Linked DNA regions of Mus musculus: region 1 is linked to region 2. The links are chromatin contacts, called in public HiChIP or PLAC-seq maps. All regions are on one chromosome and are shown on one strand. The core of a region is the stretch at or near the end of the contact, and the rest is flanking DNA. Distances in the headings are between cores, read along the strand shown.

Region 1 (3,970 bases), core at 741-3,240, 280 kb after region 2:
CACTAATAGCATCATACCTCAGTTTGAATGGTTATTACCAAAAAAGACAAAATAGAACAATTGTTGGTGTATGTGGGACAGAGGATGTCGCACACACTGTGTGTTGGATTGGATATTAGACTTTATGGGAAATGGTGTGGAGTTTCTCAGAAAACTAGCATAAGACTGTCACATAACTCAGCAGTCCCACAGGGGACATAGTCTGGACTGGTTGGGTTTTTATAAACCTGACACCAACTCCATACAGAAACATACAAAAAGAAAGAACATCAACTGAGAAACCGTCTGCATCAGGTCTAGGCAAGTCTGGGGGACATTTTCTTGACATAGGAAGGTCCAGTCCTCTGTGGGTGGTAACACAATATAAGAGAACATGCTGAATAAGCCATGAGCAGTAAGCCAGCAAGCAACACTCTCCCATGCTCTCAGCTTCAGTTCCTAACTCCAGGTTTCTGCCCTGCTTGGGCTCCCTCTCTGGCTTCCCTCCATGATGGAGTGTGATCTGGATCTTTAAGCCAAATAAGCCTTTTACTCTCCAAGGTTTTTTTTTGTTGGTCGATGTCTTTATCACAGTAACAGAAAGCAAACACGCAGCCTAGAGACATGAAGCGAGTATGTGGAAGAGACATCTCCCCTTGTGTTTACTATGGCAGTGTTCACAGTAGCCATGGCACAGAGTCACGTAGATACAAGTGAACAGATAGCAGATCGTGGTGCATGAATGTAATGGAGAATCATCGTGAAGGGATTGAGTTCTGCCATTTGCAGCCCACGGGAGAGACTTGAGGAACTGAAATAAATCAGATACAGGAAGATGCTGCCACACATTCCTATTGATGTGTGAAAGCTAAAAAGTTACTCTCTGTGGCTAGGGAGCCAGGGAGACAGACCTGTCTGGAAAGCGTTTCTGTGTAATCTGAGTTTGGATCCCCAGAACAGGTGGAAGAAAAGCCAGGTGAGGTGGGGGTGCCTGTAACCCCAATGACAGGGGGATCCTGGAGGTCACAGGCCAGATGGGCTGAATCTGTGAGCTCAGGAGCAGCGGGAGACCATGTCTGAACAAACAAGGTGGAGAGTGATAGAGAAAACGACCCAATGTCAATCTCCACATGTATGTGTGCACCTGAGAGCACGTGCACGTGTGTGCACACACACGGAGAGACATACACACAACCCTTTAGACATACATACACCACAGAGGCACTTTTTCTTCTCAAAAGAACAAAAGTAAACCTCAAAGGAGTAGAAAACAAGAGAGGTTATCAGGCTGGGAAGGGTATTAGGGAAGACAGGAGAGTGCTTGTAGCATAGAGGAGAGCTGTTGGGACACAGGGGTGTCTGTCATTTGATGGGAATGACAACTTTTAGTGTTGTATGAGAAGGATGAAAAACATGTCTGACAACTGACTATTTCAAAACACCCCATGGAGATTAAAGGCATTAAAGGCAATCACCACCACGTCCAGCCCCTGTAAGTATTCATTACTGTGTCAACTAAAGCTCACAATGGAATGGGAGATGGAGCTGCATGCTAGAAATCCCAGCACTCAGAGGGTGGAGTCCGGAGGATCACAAGTTCAGGGGCATCCTAGGCTGCATGTGCCAAACATGAAACCCAAAATACATTTTGTAAGAATTAGTTCATCCACTCACTCATCAGCTTTCATGGAGCAGCTAGGGTTGAGAAACACATTGGAAGGTTTGTTTTTGGCTTTTATTTGTTTTATTTTTAAATTGATTTTGGTTTTGGTTTTTCTGCAATACCCACAGAATCCATCAGATGTCAAAAAACCTTGCCTTTTATTTTGGGGGTAAGCAGCTGGTGAATGGATCAGCCAGGTTTCCCTAAGCCAGAGCAGACGGTCTCTGTTGCCCTCACCACTGACATGGAAGTGTCTAAAGCCCCTGCTACTTACCTGGGAGGAAAAGGAAGAGCAGAGCTGGGAACTGCCACATGGTCTTGTCTCCTCTCCTGTCCTTGGTGGCAACAGAGGACAGCACCCTGTGAGGACTTGCAACTCAGCTTGAGTTTCTTTTAGGTCTCTCTCATTCACTTCTCTCAGTAACTTCCTTGACAAAACTTCTCAATTTTGCATACAGGAAGAAAGATGATGCCAATCTTTGAGATGACCAAGTCAGGACATGTGAGGGACAGCTGGGTAAACAGGGAACTTCCTCTACTGAAAAATGCAAAGTGAGACATAAACTTGAAAGACAGATGGGAATCACGAGGAGAGATGCAGACACACAGATCGGCAGAGACAGACACAAAGGATGGGATACAGCAAACCCCTTACCTGGGAGGTAACTGAGCTGCAGGGGATCCTAGCAGAGGAGAGCAACCAAAGGCAGGTTGGCTGCAGTAACAAGGGAGCACAAGGCAGCACAGGCTAAGCCCATGGCAGTAGCCTAGGCTAAGCCCTGGTTGGCAGAGGGCATTGCTGAAGGCTCAGCCTGGGGCAGCAGGGATTTATCTAGATATGGGCCTCAGAGCAGGCCAGGGGCATCTACCACAATGGCTACTAGGGCCTCAGGCATTGGCTGAGAGAAAGAGAGAGAGAGTGTGGGCTTGAGGAGACGTCTCATGGAGCCCAAGCTGGCCTTGAACTTCTCATTTTCCTTTTTCCAACATCAAAGTCCTGGGGCTACAGGCATTCCCCAGCATGCTCGGTTTTATGAGGGGCTGAAGACTCAAATTGTGGTTTCAAGAGTGCTGGGCAAGCACTGTACCCACTGACCTGAATCCACAAACCCTGCTTCTGTTTCTATAAGACAGAGTTTTGCTGTAGAACATAAGCTTGCAAGTGTAGAAAAATATAGGTATGCTGTATCTTTGGTATCAAAATTTCATGGGAAGAAATTTATAAATGCACACACACACATACACACACATGCATACATAAGTGCACACGTGCACACACACACGGAATGCTTATGATCTCTAATCTTCATTGTCAACTTGACTGGACCTGAAGTCACCCAGGAGACTCACCTGTAGATATGACTTTGAGGGTGTGCACAGAGAAGTTTGAATTAGGAGGTACAACCAACCACATATATAAGCTCTAGGATGAGGTCTGTAAGATGCTTATTGAAGAAAAAAAAAAAAAAAAAAATCAAGAACCACACTGCCATCTACTGGCTGAAGCCATCCCAGAACACCCGGACTTTGGGGAAGGACATTTTAAAGACTTTACAGCCAGAACATAAAGGGCCATAGAGAAGGGTCTTAGCCTATCTCATTGATTATTATAAGAACAAGACTAGAAGATGTGACACCACCCAGGGAAAGAGCTGAATCTGCCCTGCTGACTGGTCCCCACCTCATCCCTGCAGGTCCATCTGTGCACCTTAGAAGGTCAGTCCCCAGGCCTGCTGGGAGCACCATATGGCTCTAGGCACACTCCCACAGCTCTGCAGTTTCCATTCTCTAGTCAGGGTTGCAGACTGTTGCCCGAGATTCTTCATGAACTGTCAGGCGCATTCTGTTTTGCTCATAGTATTTTTAAGGGCAATTGTCTGTGTAAGTTTCACTGTAGGGCTCTGTCTTTAGTTCAGATCTCATCTTTTTGTGGCTTCATTTCTCCCTGGGCTCTGGATAATGTAATTCATCTCCCATTCAAATGTGCTTGACTTGTGTTTGACAAAAAAGTGGAAGATTGTGAGTTTAACACACACCGTTGAAACAATCAGATATCCACACGCTAGAAAACTAAATGCCTAGAATGTCCTTCCTCCTGTGCCGAACAAGAAACCCCAAATAAATCATGATTCATGAGCTGAAATGTTAAATTAAACAACTACCAAACTCAGGCATGTTAGCTATCAGCCTAGCCAAAAAAGCCAAAAAGCAGTGAGCTCCAGTTCATGGAGAAAATATGTCTCAAGGGAATAAAACAGAGAGCCATGGAGCAGGGCGGCTCACACCCTCCGTAGCCTCTGTATGCTCTCTTGCTCTCTCTCTCTCTCT
Region 2 (4,295 bases), core at 1,747-4,246:
GGGATTACAGGTGCACACATCCATACCTCCAAAGATGCTTATTTTTACCCATCAGTCAAGACAGGCTGTGAGGTTTATGTATGCAGAAGAATAACAAAGGGGCTGGAGAGACGGCTCAGTGGGTAAGAGCACCGACTGCTCTTCCAAAGGTCCTGAGTTCAAATCCCAGCAACCACATGGTGACTCAAACATCCATAATGATATCTGACGCCCTCTTCTGGTGTGTCTGAAGTCAACTACAGGGTACTTATGGACTGGAGTGAACAGAGGTCCTAAAAATTCAGTTCTCAACAACCACACGAAGGCTCACAACCATCTGTACAGTATAGTGTACTCACATACATAAAATAAATAGGGAGCTGGAGAGATGGCTCAGTGGTTAAGAGCACCGACTGCTTTTCCGAAGGTCCTGAGTTCAAATCTCACAACCACATGGTGGCTCACAACCATCTGCAACAAGATCTGACTCCCTCTTCTGGAGTGTCTAAAGATAGCTACAGTGTACTTACATAGAATAAATAAATCTTTAAAAAGTAAAGTAAAATAAAATAAATAAATCTTTAAAACTACAACAACAAAATAAAAAAAATAACAAAAGAAGAAGAAAAGAGAAAAAAAGAGAACTAGCCAAAGCCCAAACCAATTGACCAGGGACATGGCATTCTTGGTGGCACACACTTTTAATCCCAGCACTTGGGAGGCAGAGGCAGGCAGATTTCTCAGTTCGAGGCCAGCCTGGTCTACAGAGTGAGTTCCAGGACAGCCAGGGCTATACAGAAAAACCCTGTCTCAAAAAACCAAACCAAAAAAAAAAAAAAAAAGTAAATTCAAGGGTCTAAAATGCCACCAGAGTGGAAAGTACTGGCATATATTTATAATTATATCAGTTGGGGAGTTGAGACAGGAAGGCTGTGAGTTTGAGGCTAGCCTGGGTTAACAGTCTCAATCCCCATCTCAAAATAAAATAAAAAGGCAGAAAACCCTCTGGGCTCATGGCCCCATTCTCTTTGCAGAATGACCCATTCGCAAACTGGCCAGCCTCAGAGAGTCAGGCAGTACCTGGGACCCCCTGCAGGAGACTTTGGTTTGTAGACTTGGCTTGGTTTATATATTTATCAAACCCAGGGTTGCCAGCTGCTTCCTGCCGCTGTTTATTAATAACTATGCCCAACACCCGCTCCTGGGGGAAGCCGGGGAAACCAGTCCCAAGGCACAGGCTGACATTGGGCTCTATCTCTGGGGACCTGCCAGGTGTCTGAGACAGCCTTAAGGGATGTGGGTACTTGCTTTTCCAGCGTCTTTCCTGGATTCTAACCCCATGGAGTCTCCTTCTCTGGTCTGTGCAAGAGCTCTGGGCTCTCAGCTTCAGTGGGACAGACAATGCAAAGGACAGATCACTACATTCAGGAAGAGTTCCAACACCATCCAGGTGACAGGCAGACAGGACAGGAAAACCAGGCTCTCAGTGGCTAGGCAGGTTTAAGGCAGAGCTAGGACTAGAATCCTGTTTTGCCCAGGCCTCCTGAGACGAGGAAAATTTCCACTGGGCTCCCTGAGTGTGTAATTGTTGTTACTGTTACCAAGAATGGAAATTGCAACTGTGTATCCATTGTTCCACCTGGCCACCTGGCCTCCTGTCCGGCTTTTTTACATCGCAAAGTGATCTCACCTGCGAAATTCACAATGGAGAACTGTGTAACCCACTTTTGGTTTTGTTTGTTTGTTTGTTTGTTTGTTTGTTTAATTTTCAAGAAACTCCCCCAACCCAGAAAAAACAAACAAACAAAAAAGCCAGGGGACGGTAGCACAGGCCTTTAATCCCAGCACTTGGGAGACAGAGTCAGGGGGATCTTGTGAGTTGGAAGCCAGGATGGTCTTTCAGAACAGCCAGGGCTACACAGAGAAAAAACTGTCTTAAAAAAAAATTCAAGAAACTTGTCATAAAAGAGTTATTTTTAATGATGTGTGTGTGTGTGTGTGAGAGAGAGAGAGAGAGAGAGAGAGAGAGTACCTCATGAACTGTCTCTCCAGCATTGCCGCCCCCATTCATACTTTAAAAAATTTACATTTATATATTATGCACATGTACTAGGGAGTCCATGTGGTGATCAGAGGACAACATTTGGGTGTCAGGTCTGGCCTTTTACACATGTGGGTCTCAGGAACTGAACTCAGGTAGTGAGCTTGCAAGCTCCCTGACAGGGCAAGCCATCTGGCGGACCCTCGGATTATTTTAAGTAAGCTTATGATTTTGTGTCGAGCCACATCCATAGCTAACCTAGGCCAAATGCAACCTGAGGGGACAGGTGGACTCTCCTGGGTGGTGCTACTCTGGCAGGCAGGCCAAATCCATTCATTCTGACTTCAGGCTTGGTTTGCTAGTGTGTCTATACACTTTACTTAGCCAGGTGCCAAAAGGGTGCAGGCCAGCTTTTCACCCACCTTCTCACTCCCTCATCCTCTCTTCCTCTGGACAATGGGTGCAGCTACCCACACCCTAGGCACTGGCCTCCACCGCTGCGAAGCCAGCATTACTCCTGGAAACTTGAGGCTGCTAGGCGCGCCCTGGAGACGCCCAGTAACAGTCAAGCGAGCAGCAGAAGATCGTAGCCACAGGCAAGGTTGCTTCTGCCCAGCTAGTCGCGTGCCAGGCCGGTGTCGGGAGCGCAGAAGACACAGCCAGGAGCCTCGAGCCTGGGCACGGGTGTGTGCGGAGGGGCCACCAAACGGACGCCGCTAGGCCGGGAGGAGGTCGAGACGCTCAGACCGGTGACCACTCGTACTGACAGAAAACCTCGGGACAAGCAGCAATAGCTGCAACAGAAGCGCAAGGGGGCCGGGGGTGTCCTGCGTGGAGGCGTCCTGCTCACCAAAGTTCAGGGGGCAGAGCGCAGAAGGCGGAGCGAGCATAGGGGGCGGGGCAGCACAGGGGGCGGGGCGGAGCCGGCCAGGCCCTCCTGGCCCCGCCTCCTGGTCAGCGCTCGGGCGGCAGGCGCGTTGTTGGTTTCGGGTTGTCAGGCAGCAGCGGAGGCGGAAGAGCGATCCGAGGAGGTGACCATAGTGGAGGTGCGTCTCAGCCATGCCAGCTGTCGCGGCCTGAGGCTCTTTACCTACCGCAATCATGAAGGACAGCGGTGACTCAAAGGACCAGCAACTCATGGTGAGACCCCTTATCAAGCTCCTGCTTGGTTCCCCTCCACCAAACCTGAGACTTGACAGCCTCAAACATAGTGACCACTGAGAGCAAGAGATGGGAGTCTGGGACTGTGCAGAACAACTACCCAAGTTCTCAGTGGCCAGAAGGGATGGTGGCACTTCCTGGGGTTAGGAAGTTAGCACCCCACTTCCCCTGCCCAAGTTCAGCCTTCTTTGGGCCAAGACTCAGAGGTCAAGACCCAAGAGAGGTCTCAACTATTGCCTGAGAAGGAAGCTGGGATTCTCTAGCGAATCAGAGGGCTTAAACCCAGCCAGGTCTTGCTTTAAAGGAAGATGGAGCCACAGATAGAAAGACAAAAGCCCCCGAAATAGGGGGAGCCAGCACCAAGTCTGAGGAGCAGTTAGTTATGGGCTGTGCCTCAGGCTCTGTCCAAATCAGGACTCCAGATACTTCAGAGAAATGCTAGAAGCCACCTGGATAGTCCCAGGGTCTACTGGCCTGGGAAGAATAGCCACATGGGAAGGAGTAAGGGTAGGTAGAGACCAAAGAGAGATTCTTGACTATCCGTGGTGGAAGCTGGAGCCACAAAGAGAAGCCTTGGTGCTACTCAGGTTGTAGGATAGGTGGAGATCTCTCCTCTCTCTTTCACAGCCTTCTTCCCAGTCCCTAGCCTTAACCTATGATCTGTGGAAATGGTCCTTCTGCCCCAGCAGGCAGAGCATCACTACCGAAATGCCCGAGAACCTGTTTCTGCACAGGGAAGCTTGGATTCAGCCCTAGGAGCCAGTTCCAGACTCGGTGGCACCCTCTCTGACAGTGAGAATGGCCTCTTTGAAAGAGTTTGCTCCAAGAATATTCATTGTCATTAGGGCAGGGACAAAGACCCTCCTTTCACCAAGGAGGCGTATCCAGGGAGGAGGCTGATAAAGGCAATAGGACAGTCTGTGTGGATGAAAGGAACTGAGGGTCCTTGAGGTCCACTCAGTATCCAGGCACCTCCTTTTGCTCAGCAGAAGAAATTCTCCCCAATCCCTGACTCTGGTTTTATTTTGGAGGGAGACATATCTATCTCTAAGTGGCCAGGAAATAGAGAACAGAGAAGCCCTTGGTAACACTTCCTGGGAGTGTTAGGATGCAG

The links. HiChIP or PLAC-seq counts read pairs in DNA pulled down with a chosen protein or histone mark.
Region 1: an H3K4me3 HiChIP or PLAC-seq map of bone marrow-derived macrophages shows a contact between it and region 2, with 5 times the contacts expected there. The contact joins the promoter of Cd300ld3 here to the promoter of Kif19a in region 2. A contact is called at or near these places in 1 of 39 promoter capture datasets (the C10 cell line), 1 of 484 Hi-C or Micro-C datasets (bone marrow-derived macrophages), 2 of 115 datasets of contacts at active chromatin or transcription factors (bone marrow-derived macrophages and embryonic stem cells) and 3 of 9 other capture datasets (adipose tissue, embryonic stem cells and liver).

What each region holds. Positions count from the first base shown.
Region 1 is chr11:115,046,340-115,050,309 of GRCm38.p6, forward strand. Cd300ld3 (CD300 molecule like family member D3) reads right to left here and starts at 1,991. Exons shown (of 4, transcript NM_199201.2): 1 at 1,917-1,991. The coding sequence starts at 1,956.
Region 2 is chr11:114,762,393-114,766,687 of GRCm38.p6, forward strand. It overlaps Kif19a (kinesin family member 19A), which reads left to right and starts at 2,997. Exons shown (of 20, transcript NM_001102615.1): 1 at 2,997-3,160. The coding sequence starts at 3,122.